Linked DNA regions of Anser cygnoides: region 1 is linked to region 2. Evidence: chromatin contacts called from public Hi-C data. All regions are on one chromosome and are shown on one strand. The core of a region is the stretch at or near the end of the contact, and the rest is flanking DNA. Distances in the headings are between cores, read along the strand shown. Region 1 overlaps LOC125184912 (a long non-coding RNA gene). Region 2 holds the start of BOD1 (biorientation of chromosomes in cell division 1).

The links. Hi-C and Micro-C count contacts between places; a contact is called where the count stands out from the background.
Region 1: a Hi-C map of liver shows a contact between it and region 2, with 3 times the contacts expected there. The contact joins the enhancer-like site here to the promoter of BOD1 in region 2. A contact is called at or near these places in 3 of 7 Hi-C or Micro-C datasets (granulosa cells and liver).

What each region holds. Positions count from the first base shown.
Region 1 is chr14:10,375,504-10,380,359 of Taihu_goose_T2T_genome, reverse strand. The region is part of intron 4 of LOC125184912 (a long non-coding RNA gene); the gene reads left to right. Among named protein-coding and RNA genes, the nearest start is that of STC2, 46 kb to the left of the region's middle. Within about 2 kb of position 3,154, at least 1 of the 3 cell types and tissues checked has open chromatin away from gene starts, as enhancers often do. A contact at or near this core is called in liver, where this site is marked.
Region 2 is chr14:10,310,305-10,315,638 of Taihu_goose_T2T_genome, reverse strand. BOD1 (biorientation of chromosomes in cell division 1) reads right to left here and starts at 1,955. Exons shown (of 4, transcript XM_048080451.2): 1 at 1,696-1,955; 2 at 636-760. The coding sequence starts at 1,929.

The DNA of each region.
Region 1 (4,856 bases), core at 1,905-4,404, 64 kb before region 2:
AAATCCTCAGCATGATGGAATGTCACATGCTGCAGGAGAGAAAAAGGTGCATTTGCTTTTGTAGCTCATGCTGAGACACTGGTTTCATCTACCCCCTTCCTTTTTGTCTTTACGTCCTATGCATTATTATAACTCTGCTAGGGACAGAAAAATATTGGCTTTCCTGGTTGGTTAGTGCAGTGGCAACTAAGAAAAATAATAAAAAATAATCCTAATTAAGGAGTTATCCTCATGATTTGTGGTTTTGTATACTGGAAAGCAGGCCAAGGCTGTCTGATTTCATTTCTGTAAAAGAATGTAACTCCAGTTCCTTGCCAGTTTATACCATTCCCCATGCCGGGCAGTAGATAATTTCTCATGGTCCCAAAGCTTTCAACAATACTCCATTATGTTTCATGACTCATAAATGGGCTGGTGCCCATGGAAAGCCATGTGTCTCAGTGCAGGCAGCACAGCTCCCCGCAGTATGTTTGAACTGATTTCATAGCCTCCAGACCTAGCATGGTTTATTATTTTCATGACTCGCTCCCTGTTCTCATTGTTGCTAAGACCATATTGCATCAGTAGCAGGAATAATATTAAAGGCTCTGATGCGTTTCGATACGAAACTAAAAGCACAATATGCGGAGCTTCAAATGAATGCAGAAGAAACAAGATCAAACAAAAGACTGAACTAAAGTTCAGACCTAATAGCTCTTTGAGATAAGCAGCTCGTATAAACTGCAGAGGCGGCTGACAGATAAGACGATATTATCAGGACCGATAGAGCTGCGGTGATTATTGCTGGATTACCTGTGTACTCAGGGCTCCATGCTGATGGATGGAGCACACATCCTCTGTTAGACTGGAATAAAGCTGAAGGATTAGAAAGATATCATGCATAGTCTTGCGTCTGCTCCTGCAACCTTTATTCGAAGGAGCTGAATCAATGAAGGCAACTGTTCCTTGCCTAATTATTCTTTCTTATACTTTCAGCCTGTTCTGTGCCGTGCAAACGCGTGTGAAGCCAGGGTCCATACCTTTATACCCGAGTAAAGGTTGGGAGATTATGGTGGTGTGTTTACAGCCTGATTCTGCTTTTATTAATGTCTGTGGATAAACTGCTGGTTGGCTTTTTTCCTCCGTATTTTTTAATCCTGTTGTGCTTTCCTGGGGTTTTGATTCTGTTGGCGTGGTCTCGGGGAGCCCCGTGATATGGGGAGGGCTGTTCGGGGGGGGGGGGGGGGGGGCAATTCGGAGCAGAAGCCAAAAGCAGCTCAGTTGAGGAGGGCTGAATGGAGCAGTTCTGTCTGCCGTCGTGAAGGCGTTTTGTAATACTCGGCTAACTTAGTGAAACTGCTGCCAGGTACTGTCGCAAGCATCTGACTGTGGAAATAGCTGCTTGAGTAACAAGAACAATAGAATCTGGAGGAAAAAGGCAACAAAAAAAGATTTATAGTATTTCTATCTGGTTTTGGTGTTTTTTGTTTGTTTTTAGCAAATGAGTTAGTATTGCTCTATGTAGTTAGACTCATTTTCATATACTTATACTCCAGTATAAGGCAAGGTTTAGGCTATAAGTAGTACAAATTGAAGGCTTTTTTTAAAAAAAATCCTTTTCCTTCTTGTTTTTTGTCTCTGTCTCTAATAGAAGCATTTACTAATCTTTAAAAAATTGATTTTAAAAAAGCCCCAATTTAGCTTTGGAAGAGCATGAATAAAGTATTTTAAATGCATGTTCTCATTGAACTTGCTCTTAGTTACATAATTTCCCATTTGCTATTCCATTTTTTTCTGATTTAGCCAGTTATCAAGTTTTAACGTACATATTTATTTGAGAGGGCTGAATATATTTGGTCTAGTGAAAGAAAAGTATGTTCTATAAACAGATCTGTTCCTTCAGCAGAGCTTCATCTGTTTAGCTATTTTTTTGGAAGGAGCTGCAGCAGTAACATTGGAAATGTGCTTGGTTTCTTGAAACAATCACTGGGCATTTGTACAGAAAACAGAGGCAAGTCAGGAAGCTTTAAGAAGCAAAGCATGTGTGGATCTGTTGTGATGCTTAATGATTCATTTAGTGCTCTGTGGTTAATGATTATAATGACTATATGTGGTAATCCCGCTACCACCCTCGCCTCCCCTTTTCTCTCTCACCCTTTTCCCCCCCCCCCCCCCCCCCCCCGAAATAGGCAAGCAGATAAAAATCCTGCAGCGTGCAGCGTCGAGGATGGGGTTACGCCGAGTGGCTGGCAGCAGGTGTGGCGCTGGAAGGGTTTGTGCCATTAGCACCCTCAGCAAGACTCAGCATCAATTTAGGAGCTGAGGCTTCCCGCAGCCTGGCCCACGCTTGTGGCTCCCGTTGGCTTTCTGCAAGCTGCAACAGGGAAAATTCCCTGCTGGGGACCGGGCTTGATGGCTGCAAACTACAGAGGATGCAGTCCCTAACTGTAATTAAAAGGGCCTTCCTATTAGTTCATGCAGTTGGAGCCGAAGGACCTGGCTTGGTTCTCTGATGCTGAGGGAGGCAGGAGCAGTAATTAATTAGCTAGATGAACTTTCCCATTGTGCAGAGTCTGGTCCCATGACCCTAGACGGGTTTCGTAGCAGAGCTGAGGGAAGATTTGTTTATTAAAGCTTAAGGCAAAGGTACAGATAGATAGGTAAACGTTTGGGAAACAACCTAAAATCCTCGTGGAGTGTAGCAGCCTGGGGAACTGTTTACCCAGCTTTCATGAAGAATGCCCTCCTTCCATCCCACCTCTGACCAACTCCAGACTAGCCACCTGCCTAGACTTGCTCCTTGGGGATTTTTCTCTCGGTTCAAATGCAAATGCTGTGCCGATAGCTTGCTCAGGAGGTTGGCAGCTGCTTTACCCAGGGTGCAGTTTCATGAACGTTTTCCCCAGCAGCAGAGGCAATTTAAAAGCTTTGCCCCACCTTTGGCCACTTGCTGCTGGCTCTAAACCGCATGCTTCATTGCCCCCTCAGCTGTGCTGAGATAGCTCTTTGTGGAGACATGAGATGAACCGAAATTAAAAATAAAAAAAGACCACCAAAAACCACAAAACCAAATCACCCTGCTATCCAAAAGAACTGCCTGACCCAGTTTAGCTCAGCCCCACCACCAGTTGCATCAGCATGACCAAGCAGGAGGTAAACTGAGGTGCAGGGGTGGGAACAGGAAACCTGGGTCAGGAGGAAAGTGAGAACTTCTCAAACTCCATTTCTTCCTGGAGAAAATGGTTGTGTAATTACTGGCTGTGGCTGTACCGTACCAGATTGGTGCATCCAGAGGAGCTAAACTGATTGTAGGACAGGGATGGGAACACAGTTGTCTTCACGTTGAGCACAAGATGCAGGATTCACACCAGCTTTGCAGTTTTCTTTCAGCTTTATGCTGGTGGCAAGAGGACGGGGGAATACTTCAACCAGCATACAGCTAGCGTGGTGCAGGCAGGTGATATTTGATCTGGCATAAAGCCTGCTGGTACAAAGTTAACATGTTGAAATGTTTTGAACAAACTTGAGCCAACACAGCTCATAGCCATTCAACGTTTTGCCCATGTGGCTGTGGTGCTTTTGGTCAGGCAACAAAGCAGATTCAGTGTGTTGTCAAACCATGGCCTGGAGGTCTCGCTTCTCTTCCCACAGCCCAGCTCTTTGAGGGAAGCTGCTGAGCTCCTGAACAAGATATTTCTTCCCTACCTTTGTGTTCCCCACGAGCATGCTTTGTTTGAAGTCGGTGCTATTCCATGCCTCTCTGTCATCAAAATCTGAATTAAGAGTGCGGACGCTCTGGTACACCCCACTCAGCTTCCAGCAGAGATCCCACAAGACCTTCAGACACTTAACTGAAGTAGCAAGCAGACTGACAAACAAGGTACTTGTCCCTGGATACAAGCTCTGAGGACAGATTTGTCCTGTTTTCTGCTGTCAGAGTTTGGGATTCCTAGGTCACAGAGGGAAGGGGAAAAGCAAGCTGTCTCCCCAAAAGCTGAGGAAGGTGAGAGATGCAGCTGCTTCTGTCCCTGTGGTAAAGTTCAGAGAGAGCAGGTAGGCTGAAAATGGGAGTATTTGCTGCAGGTGATGCAGAGTTAATGCTCTTGACAGGTAGATTGTGCCGAAGTGGTTTATTCGTTTATCCAGAACACAGGCTTTGCATCCTCTTTGAAAAGTGTTCAAGAAAGTCTGGTTGCTTCTGATACTCCACACGAGGCTGTAGTTCCTGGCCTAGCTCTGAGCTGGCAGATGAGAATGAAACTACTTCTTCGCAGGAAAGGGAGGCTTGGTTCTGATGTCCATCAGGACCAGAGCCTCTCCCGTGAGGCTGCTGCTGAGGAGATGTAGAGCCGAGGGTGGCCAGACAGTGGCTGTTAGAGCAATTACTGCCATGGATCAGATTTGTTCACGTAATGAGTTAATGCCTAAATAAAATTAGACAGAACCTAGTTAAAATTGCGTGCTGTGTCTGAGAAGTGATATAAGCCGATGCCTTCAGATCCTCATTGAAAACTGACTTCTGTCTGCAGAGGCTATAGAAATGTGAAGTGCTGGCTGCCTATGAGTTACTGGGTTATTGAATAAATGTCAAACCCAGTGAAAATGCAGGCCCAGACATTCAAACGGTCTGGGGTGCACAACTGGCAGAATTATTTCTGAGCACGTAATGAGAAGATATGTGCAAAAAGTTAATTAGGTGCATTTTCCTGAACATTACCTGGTATATACCCATAGTCCCAGTGCTTGAATAGGCAAGTCTAATGTGTGAGTGTGAGCATCGGGCCTGGCAAAGCATCTTTATGATGATATTTGGACATGCAAGTCAACACACAATTTCTTTTGTTTCCCTTTTCCTCTACTTTTTCATGATTAGCTAA
Region 2 (5,334 bases), core at 706-3,205:
CAACACTGTTTATATCAATGACTTTCAGTCAAACAAGCTAGGGCTCATACTTCGGGCTGTGATGAGTTAGCAGCAGGAGGTGCTAAACCTAGATCTCTAAGCAGTGAAGTTCAATCTGGCTTTCCTGCTGTGCTGGAAGTACATCTTAAATAGCTGTTAAGAAGCTATCCTCTGCTGCATGAAATCAGGCTAGCCCCGTTTCATTACTGCCTGCTAGTGGCTGGAGTCTACTTAAACAAGCTTTGGAATCTTAAAGAGTTTTTCTTTAAGTGACACCGGCTCTCCTCCTTTCAGAAAAGGAAGACCAAGGTTATTCAGCTCAGCATTTCAGGTACAGTTTTACTGAGTGGGCAGTATTGGGCATTTGCAGCAATAACCTGGCTAGCTAGCAAATGTGAGTACCTCACCATGCTACCCAATTCATGAAAACTACAAATTTCAGGTAAAGCAGTAACATAAGCCTTTCCATGAGAGTATGACTGCATACGCTCTTATAATGAAACTCAAGAGACCGCAACAGAAGGCGCTGTGAGAAACTTAATGCTGCGAATTCTTATTTGACTTAGGTAGTGAGATGGTTATACATTACTTATCAAATAGCATTACCATTGGTTTGCAGACCGGTGCTTACTTACTGAATCACACTCTGTCTGAGCCCATTTCGTAACTGGTTTTTGTTCATTGTTGGATTCCATTCCTGTTTGTCCAGGTGGGTCGATACAAAGTTGTCCACCTTCTGCCTCAAATTTTGATAGGCTGGCTAAACAACAGCAACAAAAAAAATCCAGTTAAACTGCTAAAAGATCCCCAACACCCTGCCAGAATCCTGCATAGTACTTCTTTTGTTGTGTACACTACTGTTTTGTTGTCTGTATTCCCCATCCCTTCACTTTCTAAACAAAGGCAAGCTTGTTTTACTTAACAACACAACTGGTAATTGCAAAGAGCAGCCTGTCAGCATACTGTTACAATAACTGAAATAGCAGGAGAGATTTGCTTAAAACTTGTTGTCTGTTCATAATTTTACTTAGTGAAATACAAACTGCCTGTGCAGACAGGAGTTGTTCATACAGAGCTGTTCTCGTCTGGAAACCGTCTATCAGAGAATTCCTAGGAAACTCAGTAATTAGCGAGTGCTTCTGTCACCAGAGAAAGTTATTTGCTTCTGTGACACTAACATTAAAGCTAGAAATTTGAAGGGTTTTGTAGGTGGAAATTTAGATTAATTCCCGTTTACTGGAAATAAAAAAAAACTATACAGTACATACGGCCACTGAGATTATGGTACCATAAAAGGAGTGGCACCACCCAGGAGCATGGCAGCACTTAAACTTCACATTTGGTATGAATACGGGGTGATGAATTAAAGTGTCGGTAACAGAGGTGCAGTGCCCATCAGGACAGCAAGACCAAAGGCCGGGTACCTCTGCCCTGGCCGTGGTGCTGTGGCTGCCCTGGGCAGCCCTCCTGGCACCCCCGACAGCTTCAGGAACAGCCGTAGGCTCCCACTGCGGCTTCCAGCACAGGCCTCGTGCTGAAACCTTACAAGTTTAGGCAGGCGAAACGCCGCCCTGACAGGGCAGCCGATGCCTTAGGAACTTGTGACTGAGAAAAAGGCCCGGGGAGCCCCGCAGCGCCCAGAGCGGCCCGAGGAGAGGGCCGGGGCCGGGCCGGGCCGGGCCGGGCAGGTCGCACCTTGGTGTCCACGTCGGCCAGGCAGTCCCTGCGGAAGCCGTCGAAGAGGCCGCGGCTCTTGAGCTGCTCCACGATGATGGCGATGAGCTGCGCGTCCCCGGGCGGCAGCGAGGCCGGGTCGGCGGCCCCGGGCCCCGATGCGGAGGCCGAGCCCCCGGCCGCCCCGCCGCCGCCCGCCGCCCCTCCGCCCGCCCCGCCCGGGGCGGCCCCGCCGCCGCTGCCGCTCTCCGACATGGCCGGCGGCCGCCACCCGCTCGCCCCAAGCCGTCGCCGGCGGCGCGCCGCGCGTCGCGTAGCCCCGGCGCGTTGCATCTCGGGGGAGCGAGTCCTCCGCTTGAGGCGCCCTTATAGCCGGCGAGGAGCTGTGAAGATCGGCAGAACTACGACTCCCAGGGTGCATCGCGGCGGGACGGCGGAGGGGAGGGGAGGGGGCTTTCGCGGTGCAGCTTGGGAGTTGTAGTTCGCTGGGGGGGGCTGAGGTGGGCCTTGCCAGGCCCTCGGGGGGCTGCCGCAGCCCCGGGGCGGTACGGGGCGGGCGGTGCTGTGCCCCCCCGGAACGCAGACGTGGGGAGTAGCCGTCCCGTCCTGGTCATGCCCTGGGACCCCCGGGGGTGTTCCCCGCTTTGTGACTTGGGAGTGGTTTTCAGTGGGATGGTGAGGACGGCACTGGTGTGATCTGAGAACAAATCGATTTTCCTGGGATTTCGTTCATTACATCATTAACAAAAGGAAGGGTGGTCCTCAAACCAGTCCTCTTAGAGCCAATCAACCCGCGTTACAGGTGCTTTTCCTGTTGTGTGGCCTTAGACACACTCTTAGACACTGCTCTGACTGCGAGCTCTGGGGTACAAATTACATACATTAGTTTAATTTCCCAGTCACGGTGTAGGGAAGGATTTAACACAGCAGGATGTGCCAGCTGCAGGAAGACCCTGCATGAGAGCAGTAATGCAAAGACACACCCTGTAGGTGCGTCCTCGCCTCTCTGTACGCTGCTGACTGCGTACCAAGATGGCAGCGTTCTGCATGCGCTGTCCTTCTCTGCCTGATTAAAATTCAGCAGCCCTGACAAGCAGCATAAGCTGTCCCTTTCCATCTGGCACCTCTGAGGAGAGAAGAGGGGAAAAAACCTGGTAGTGTTTACAGAGCCCGAGCTTTACTCTGACAAAAGCATCTCGTGCAAATGCTGCATTTCGTGAAGATGCACGGGCACTGTTCTGCGAGAGCAGAAGAGCAGTCCCTCCGCCCGGGTGCCCCGTCCCTGTCCCTGGTCAACTCTCTCCAAGATGGGTATAAGCCCCCTCGGCCCACCCAGCAGTCCCGCTGGCCAGCTGCCCGCTGCCATTTCTCCCCGCCGCTTGTGAGCAGCTCGCGGGTGTGCTGGCTTTCACGTGGAGGCAAGGCCGGCTGGGATGGTTTTAGCTGCATGGCCGTAGTGCCCGGCCCGGGGGGTCCCCACAGGTGGGTTGTCGCGTTCAAGCCCCGCAGTGGTGCAACAAGAGGCCCCTGCATTTCTCTTTAGTTTCGCTCTGCACAGGCAAGGAGCAAAGGGAAGGCTCGGGGGTCGCCTTGTGGCTTCTTCCACCAGCAAATCGCTTTTTTTTTTTTTTTTTAAATTAATTGATTTTTGAGACGAGGATCTGCTGTCAGCCCGCTCCTCGGTCCCACGCGTTGCTTCTCGGGCGCGGCTGGAGGCGGCTGCCCCGGCAGAGGGCACCCCGTCCCCTCCTCAGCCCAGGCCCGTCCTCTCCTCTGTCCCATCCCGTCCTTTCCTCAGCCCCATCCCGTCCCCTCCTCTGTCCCCTGCCGTCCCCTCCGCACCCAGCCGGGGCCGGGCTCCAGCAGGGAGCGGGCGGCAGCAGCCCGAGGCCGCCTCTCCCTGCCCGCACCCACCGCGGGGAGGGCCGGGCCGGGCCGGGAGAAATCCAGCCCGGGCTTCATTCCCTGGGGGCTCCCGCAAGCCGACATCCCTCCCAATTAACAAATGACTCCTCGGCACGGCACGGGCAGGTGGTTTTTGGGGTGTGCGGAAAGGGGAAACCTGGTAGGTAGCAGGGCGAGTGAGGATTCGTCGTGTTTTTTACAGGTTGGCTGGCTGCGTGACCCAGCTCAAGCAGTGTTTTAGAAAGGGGTTGGGGATCTGTAGCACAAGAAAAGCCCAGCATTTCACCTCATCTGTTGGGATATTTTTGCTCGTCATCATAGCCTGTTAAACCCCAGTGTGTGACATAAAGCAGGCCGGCCCCCAAGGGGGAGAATTCTGGACCTGTCCGTGCGTCAAACCTAGTGCAAAATTTGTGCTGTCTGTGAACTCTTCCCCTTCTGTATCCCTGCCCTCAAGGAAAGATCCAGGCGGTTTGCACAGTTAGGTTAGTAGGAGGCTCGGGAAGGGCGAAATCTTACCTGTTTTCTGCTGGTTTTGAAGACCCAGTTCTTGTGATGTAATACGTGTGTAGGGTGTTTACAGCAAAGCTGTAAGCCTGAGGAGGAAAGTTTATTTCAGGAGAAATACCTATAAAAAAAAATATTTAGAAAGCTATTTGATCAAAATCAAATCAATGATATTTAGTGTATTTTCCTGTGTTACAAGCCCCCTGAAACCCATTCCTTTGCTTGACCAGGGGAGATAAAAATTCTTAATCGTGGTTTAAATTGGTAAAGTACCACCCTTCCAGAGTCGCGCGTTCTGTCACAGAAGCTCAGCTCTTTTTGTCGGTGGTTGCCACCACTGCCTCCCTCCAGGTTTCCTCTGTTCACAGCCCCCACTCTCCACCCACCCCCTGCTGCTATCGCAGGAGCAGCAAACCAGCTCCTGTTTTCTTGGAAATTCTGATATCATGGGGAAAAAGTTCCCCTCGGCTCCAGCTGCCTACAAAAAGTCATGGACATGAACGTTCATGGTGAACGTTGTAAACCCTGTTTTATACTGCACTGCTGGTTTTGCATGATTGCTAACATTTCTTCCTTAGATGATGCGTGTAGCTTTTTCCTACGGCATGATTTGAAGCACAAGCCCCTGCCCATGAGGGTTTGGGGTGGGGGCAATCAGTGTGGCTGGCAAAGGGGAAGGCTCCCTTTCCTCTCTGAGGTCTTCTAGCTCCTGTGTCAGTGTTAAGTGATGCAGACTGGATGGAGGAGACACAGTTGGCACTTTTCTCTTCCTTCTGACAACCTCCAGCCACAAAACTAAAAGCCAGTTACTGAGTCTAGCTTCTAACAGCTTTGGCCATACCAATGATCAGAAAAATGTGGAGCTGCAGAGCCCCACTGCAGGGGCGGGGGGCGAAGCTTCGTACGCACGCATGGGCTCCCTCACACATGTCTGGGCTGCTAGTGACAAAATTACTGAACTCTGCTTCGACTGAAAACTTGTAGTGTTTTAGCATCAGTTCTGGTTCTCTTGAAAAACTGGAGCATTGAACTGGGAGCATGATTTTCCCATTGCCTGTGTGTTTTGGGTTTGGGAATAGCATAAGGAGATAGCAAAAGAAAGTCTGTGTTAACCCCAAAGGGAGATCAGACAGAGCTCAGCAGGTATGCAGGCAGTCCCTTCTCTGCATGGAATTCTTCCCCTGTAAATCCAACCACTTTATAAATAAATAAATATTTCCTTTCTAATTTCCATGTAGGAAAAGCCCC